Regions from separate parts of the Anas platyrhynchos genome. Here region 2 is linked to region 1. Evidence: chromatin contacts called from public Hi-C data. All regions are on one chromosome and are shown on one strand. Each heading gives the region's core, a stretch centred on a gene start, on an enhancer-like site or on the middle of the called end of the contact. The rest is flanking DNA. Distances are from core to core; before and after follow the strand shown. Region 1 holds the start of PAXBP1 (PAX3 and PAX7 binding protein 1). Region 2 holds the start of IFNAR2 (interferon alpha and beta receptor subunit 2).

The links. A called contact is a pair of places that touch in the nucleus more often than the background predicts.
Region 2: a contact with region 1 is called in a Hi-C map of subcutaneous adipose tissue, with 2.9 times the contacts expected there. The contact joins the promoter of IFNAR2 here to the promoter of PAXBP1 in region 1. A contact is called at or near these places in 4 of 8 Hi-C or Micro-C datasets (F1 follicle, liver, skeletal muscle and 1 more).

What each region holds. Positions count from the first base shown.
Region 1 is chr1:110,519,150-110,522,714 of IASCAAS_PekinDuck_T2T, forward strand. It overlaps PAXBP1 (PAX3 and PAX7 binding protein 1), which reads right to left and starts at 1,881. Exons shown (of 18, transcript XM_027449192.3): 1 at 1,259-1,881; 2 at 1-66. The coding sequence starts at 1,826.
Region 2 is chr1:110,676,853-110,680,417 of IASCAAS_PekinDuck_T2T, forward strand. It overlaps IFNAR2 (interferon alpha and beta receptor subunit 2), which reads left to right and starts at 1,886. Exons shown (of 10, transcript XM_072026515.1): 1 at 1,886-1,904; 2 at 2,485-2,559.

The sequences.
Region 1 (3,565 bases), core at 631-3,130:
TCTTCAATTGTTTTACAATCTTTTTGCTGTAACTTGATTTCTTCACTTTGAAAACTTCTTCAGTTTCTTTAAAAGAGAAGTTGGAAAACACTATGTTAGCTCCGCCAAGAAGTTTACTTACTATTAGATTTTTTAATTTTGTACCTAGAACTTCGTAAATGCCGCTAGAACATAATATCACCCAACTACAGAGTTGCACTGTTGTAATACAGAGTTGCACAGCATTTCACAGGGACTTTCTTCCTTGTTTTTTGGGGAGTCATTTTCAGGTACATCCAGTCAGAGAAAAGCAAGGCAGAAGGTACACAATCATGTACAAACATGACCTGCATTTATCTGACTGTATTAATCTTTGTTTTTGTTTTATATTTGTTTTTAAACAACTGATCCTTCACTGTGACCGCAAATTTGGAAGAAAACAGGGAATCCCGACATTTTGGGTTATCACTCTTTTCATAACCTTACACATTCGCATGCCAGTATGACTAATGGGTAAGGGCACAACCATGTTTTGTAGTCCTACCAGTTTAAAGGCCTGCAGAACTACAACCTACCACGAGGTCTGCAGTGAGCTGAAGAACTAAATTGCATCAAACAAATAAACAAAAACCAGAAACAACAAACACTGTAGATTTATGTAGGAAATCCAGTTTTTCTCACAAATAAATGCTGTTACTCCATGTTTTCAGGATTTCGATCAGGATTTCTGTCGCAGCCTTACAACCCAAGTTCCAGCGATCACTGGAAATCCCTTCAAAGAGGGATACTCCAAATGCATACTAACTGTCCTGCTGACAAAAGGCATCAGGAGAACAGTTCTGTTCATCCTGAACTTTTGGGATGCAATAAAGTCGTGAGTTTGAGTGGCATTTTTGATTATTTTTAACATGCAGTAACTACTACCCATAATCAGATTACCAGAGTGTGAATAGACCAATTCACGAGTGCAGTACCTGCTGGAATCCAGAATTATTAGCCGAAACACTGCACAAACGCAACTATTTTGCCAGAAGCTGAAGCCCAGAAACCATTGAGCCCCTTTTCTGGCTATTCCCGGGGGTTAACCTAATAATCCTTGTGGGCTCCGAGATGAAGCAGTTCTTCCCCAAAACCCTCACAGGGGCCACACCGGGGGCAGATAACCCCGAGGGAGCAGCTCAGCGAAGCCACCCCTCCCTCAGCACCAGGGCTGTGGGCAGGCAAGGGCTGAGGCGGCCGGGCCTTTCCCTCTCTTCTCTCCCCCCCCCGGGCGCCTCACCCTCCTCCTCGTCCTGGAAGCTGAGCAGGCTGGCCCGCGGCACCTCCTTGCCCTCCCGCGGCCGCTTCTTCTCCTTGTGGCGGCCGGCGGCCGGCAGCCCGTTGCCCTGCTGAGGCGCCGCAGGCGGCGGGGGAGGAGGAGGGGGCAGCGGGGAGGGCGGCGGGGGCCCCCCCAGGCCCGCCCGGTCGGCCGCCATCAAGCCCAGCCCCAAGCCCAGCGCCGCGCCGTAGCCCGCGGCACAGGCGAAGGCGGCGGGGCTGCCGGGCAGGGCCAGGGGCACGCAGCCGGGCGGCAGCGGCAGCAACCCGGGGCCACCGGGACCTCCTCCTCCTCCTCCGACCGCCGCCGCCGCCACGGTGGAGGCCTCAGCCGGCCCTTCCCCGGCGGGTGGCGGCGGGTCGTGCGGCGGCTCCTCGTCGCGCTCCTCGTCCTCCTCCTCCGAGGCGTTGCGCTTCCTCACGTTGACCCGCCGCGCCTTGCGGAACATGCCGCCGGGCGCCGAGCCCCCCGCCCCGACACCGCGCCGCCCCGACACCGCGCCGCGGCCCAGGCCCGGCTCCCCGAGCATGATGGCGGCCGCCGCAGCGCCCAGCAGCGCCCCGCCGAGCCGCCGACACCGCCAGCGCCCCCTGCCGCCCGCCCGCCGCCATGCCCGGCCGCGGGGCGCCCGCCATCTTGTGCCCGGCAGCGGCGCGGGCTGTTTGAAAGCGCGGGGCGGGAAGATGGGGGGGGGGGGGGCAGGCACTGCTGTCGCCTCTGTCAGTCCCTGCCCGCCCTGAGGGTGTCTCCTCCTTCTAGGCTAGGGACAGAAAGTGGGGTGGTGGCTCTCCCAGCGCTAAATGGCGGAGTGTTTTGGGGCAGGGGGCTGTGGGTGCCTTGCACCTGGCTGGAAGAAAAAGCATAGGCTCGTTAGGGTGGGAAAAGCCCTCCAAGGTCATCTGGACTGTAATAAATGGCTCAGTCTTCAAAATAGGACTATAATCAAAGTTTGCAATTTATTAAAGGAATAGAGGTAAGCAAACAGCGCTGGGTGCGCCAGGAGTCTCTGCCCCACCAAGACGCACACCAGTTACATCAAGCAGCTGATTTTTATGCTCCTAGGCTAATACTACTTCTAAAAAACAAAAACAAAAACAGGGTTATTATAATTAGTTTCCAGAATCCAAACCCTCCTACTGGAGCGTACGTATCAGTCTCCGGTGGTCCCTCTGGGGGTCTCTCGTGCTGAAGGCTCATAGTCTTCCTCCCTCTTGTCCTTCTCCTTTGTCCAACTTGGCTGTATGTCAGAGACGTGTGCAACGTCCCCTGAAAGCTTTGTCTTTTAGTTGTTCTTCAGCTCTCCCCGTCTCCTTGATCTCCTGGCCAGATACCAGAGACTTGCATAGTGTCCCACGCAATAGTCATAATAGTTAGCAGTTATTCTGAACCCCCCCAGATGTCAGACTTCAAGGAAAAGCCTACAAATACATTTCCCTTCAAGCTCTCTATTGACACGAATTGCTAAAACTTTCCTTTGCAAGATACAAGAATTACATACATTAACCACTCTGTTTTTCTAAGACTTGTGGTTATACAAGGGTATGTAAGACAGAAGGTCACATTCATCACACCATGAGGCCCTAGCATTGTTCCAGACTGATATGAATCAGATGAACATATCTCACATGGTCCAACCATCACCCTACCAACAGCATCACCCACTAAACCACGTCCCTAAGCATCATGTCCAGCCTTTCCTGATGAATGATGGCAGACGCTAACAGATCATTGACCTCTTTCAAAACAGGTCTTTCAAGTACAGGTGTTGGAAACTTGCCATATTTCATCCTTCCCACACTACTGAGACCATACCCAGCAACCGCTTTTCGCCAAGCACTGGTGGAGCCTGCACAGGAGGAGGTGCAGCAGGCCTGGCTGCCATCCTGCAGCCTCTCCCTGCTGTGCAAAGCACTGCCCTGTTTTTGTGCTGCTGTCGGTCCACGTTGGCTTCCTAAAGTTACAGGGGAATTACTAGTTGGAAGGAAAACTGCAGCTTCCATGTCCATTTCTTTTTTCTGATATGAAAAAAATGATCTCAGTTTCCATTCATTGGGATGTCCAATAATTATACACCAAGACTAAAGACTGGCACATACAAAAGCATTGTGTGTATAAATATTAGTCACTGTACATACATGGTGAAACATCACAGGCTGCTGGTTCTTGACCTGATGCTAAGATTTAGAGGGTGGATGAATGTAGGTGTCTTACACTGGCATTTAAAAACAGATTCACTAAATCACATAATTGTTTCTGCTGTGTGAGACT
Region 2 (3,565 bases), core at 636-3,135, 160 kb after region 1:
TATGGCATTTTCAAAAAGTTTCCTTGGAAATGCTTTCCAAGGGCTTTTTCAGGCTGGTGTCCTCAGCAGAGGCTCAGCAGTATCACCTCTCCCCATGTTTTACCACTTGAGCTAGATTCCAGCTATTCTGCAACACGGGGTCTTGCCTTTAGGGCTTCTATTGCCCTAAAGTGGAACAATCTTACATTCCATTTTTCCCCTCAACACCTGCTGATACTGTAAAGAAGGCAAAATTGCTGAGTGCACCAGGGTCAACACTACTCCTCCAGGGAAAATTCTTCTCTCTTTACCCCTACAAATGTTGGAAAACAAAATCTCCCATAACATAGTATCTTTTTTTGCTGGCTTTCTCATTACAGCATAGCTATGTGTGCAGATGAATGAGTCCCTGCATCTGAAGTGTCCAAAACAAAGTAGCTGAGTGCTGCATGAGGCAAAGCCACCAAACTCTTTCCCCTTCTACTATTGCTCACTTAAGCATTTTTCTCATCACAACTTTCTCTTCACTGGAGGCAGTGTCTTGAGGATTGCTTCATCCTTCCTGTGCCTAGGCCAGGCAGAAGATTCACTTGATGACCAAGCATTATCACTGGGGATAATGAGGAAGGCTAGTGAGAAAGGTGAAGAACTCTCTTTGAACTATGTTTATATCTTAAAGTCTTTACACTTATAGTTTCAAGCGGAAAGACAATGAATGATAGGAAAAAAGGGAAAGGGAGGTGTAAAGAGGCAAAAAAGTGCAGATAAATATCAGAGTCTTCACCACAAAGGGCTGAGAGACCAAGAGAGTAAATTCATCTCATGTGCGGGAAAGAACAACAGTTTCAGAGAACTTCTGCAAAAATGGCAGAGAATTAGAAAGAGAGTTCACTAAATACAACGCTGAAAAAAAAAAAAAAAAAATTAAAGAAAAAAGGTCACAGGCAAATCATGGAGGTTTGTTGTTGTTGTTGTTGTTTTTTAAAGAAAAAAAATGTGTGGTAGAAATAAGTGAAATAAGAACAGAATAAAAATAAAGAGTTTAGAAGATCTTTATGTTTGGAGAAGCAGGAGCTGAGCGAACCACATAATGATATTATTAAGATTCAGACTGTCTGTCCTCTTTTCATTCCAGATTCTGCTTCCAGGTAAACATCCTGTCCTTTAAAAAGTTAGTTTAGAACTAGAATTTTTGAACTTTGAATACTTGGGCATTGCCAAGAACCCTTCAGAAACAGAAATCACGAAAGAAGTAATGGTGCCACATATATCACTTGCCCCATGAGACAAACGCATGCACAGACATACAGCAAGTTCGGCCTTTTTTGAGATTTTATTCAGAATCTTAGATCTCAGTGTTATTGCTTCATGCGGTAAAACAGGGAAGAACTATCTTGACTACTTTTAAGCTGTCTGTGGGTTAAAGCAGTGTAGGTATCTAGCCAGAAACTGTGGAAGCCTTGTAGAAGCCTGAAGGGTGGTTATGGTAAATCTCAGGTTTGCTTTACCTAGTGTAGCTTAAAGTACAGCATGACCCCACACCAGCCATCAAACAACACCCCAAATCACATGTTTCCACCAGCAAATACCCAGAGCTCAGCAGCCTGGGAGGTTTAGCTGGTGATGCTGTAGGCGTGCGTGGAGGGACGTGGCTGCTAACTGGCAATGCTTTCTCACCCCTCTCAGGTAAGTACCAAGATTTTTTTTTTTTAGTAAATAGCTTGATGAGGGCTATATTTAACGCCACCTCACTTCAGTTTTAGCTATGAGAACACACTGGTGTGGAGGACGCCGCATCTGCTGAGGCAGATATCTATGAAGCGCTCAGCAGCAGCAGCAGTGCCCTGAGGTCATGAGTGAAAAAGGGAACCAGCGGGAGCCGTTGCGGCTCTCCATGAAGGTTTACTTCATGATTTCAAAAACTGGTAATAATCAAAGAGAAGGAACCAAAAAAAAAAAAAAATCAAAGAGCCGGATGAAACATTCATGAATAGAAACCGAAACGAGCCGAGCCCTCGAGTGCCCGGCAAGCGGTGCCTGAGGCCGCCCAGGGGAACTGGCCAGGGGTGGCGGAGCGGGACACGACCCCCGGCCCCGAGGCGGGCAGGACCCCCCCTCAGCCACCCCAAAAGCCATGACGGCGGCACCCCCGGCCCGTTAATCGGCCGGGAAGGGGCGGGCCAACACTGAGGGGGCGTTTCCAGGCGCTCGCCCAGCGCCGGGGCCGCCGCCATTTCGCGCTGCGCCCTCGCCGAGCCGGCCTGGGGGCTGTGGGGGGCCCCGCGGGGATGGCGCCCGCGGCCGGGGGGCGCCCCCAGGTAACGTCGCCCCCCCGGCAGGGCAGGGCAGGGCAGGGCAGGGTAGGGTACACAGCCGTGTGGGGGTACGCGGGGAGGGTAACACGGGGGTGCTGCGGGGGTAGGAGGGGGTGAGTGAGGGGTTTCCAATTTATTGGAGACTTCCCAATAATTTATTTATTTATTTTATTCTTTCCCAAATTGGAAGCGTCCACCTCAAAGCCACCCGGCCTGACCTCAAGCTAAGGACAAGCTGCTGCTGCTGCTGCTGCTGCTGCTGCAGGTGAGGTGGCAGCGCTAAGCGGGCTTGTGGAAGCGCTGGAGGCTGCGGGCAGCACGCAGGGGTACCCAGCTGAGTTACCAGGTGGGTGGGCTAGGAGCTGGTGAGGTGAGGTGAGGTGAATGGGACTGGGCTCACAGGGCATTTCCATGGCTTCCCTCCAAGGGCTGGGGAGGCTCTGAGGCAGAAGGGTGAGAAAAGCAGAGTCTAGAGTCCTGACAGGAATGGGTTTCCCCTTAAATGTCCACCGTCATTGATAAACTTGTAGGGGACGTGTAGGTTTAGATGACTGTGCAAACTCAAAGAGAAACACGTTTGGTCACATCTGGCTTACATATTCTAAGCTGCCGAACCGCAGAATACATAAGAAATATCAAAAAACAGATCTTGCAGGTGTTTTTTTCAAGTGACTGTGATAGTACCGTTGTCTTCTGCGTTGACTTCTGGACGAATCTGGTTATCTTGTTGAAAGTAGAAAGTTGATTTATTTTTTTTTGTACTTGTGTAATTTGTAAACTTGATCTGAATGTCAAATCATTTTTTTCTGTGCCACTAGTGTAAAAGCTAAATGGGCTTGATAGATATTGGTGACTCAATCACCTTCTAGCTTGCTCTTATAAGTGATGAACTTTACTTAAAGATTGCATAACTAGTAAGTCATAGCTTCTTTTGCTTCATTCTTAATTTGGATTGAAAAGGGGAAAACAAGCATTTTATATCTCTGAAATATTCTTCATGCTTTAATGAATAAAAAAAAATGAAGTGAGAAAGAACGTTCTCTTCATCTCTTGAAGAGTTCATTACTTTGCAATTATGATTATCAGTTGCACAGATATGGGTTCTTAACACTTAATTCAGTAACTTCCTCTAGTCATGCTGAAGCTTTGAGCAGAGAAGGAGTTACATCTCAGATAAATCAGATACATTTAAAATACTGTGTTGAGTTTGACCATATTATGATTCAGTACAATTTTAAATTTTAAGCTGTTTGTTTTGCGGAGAAAATCGG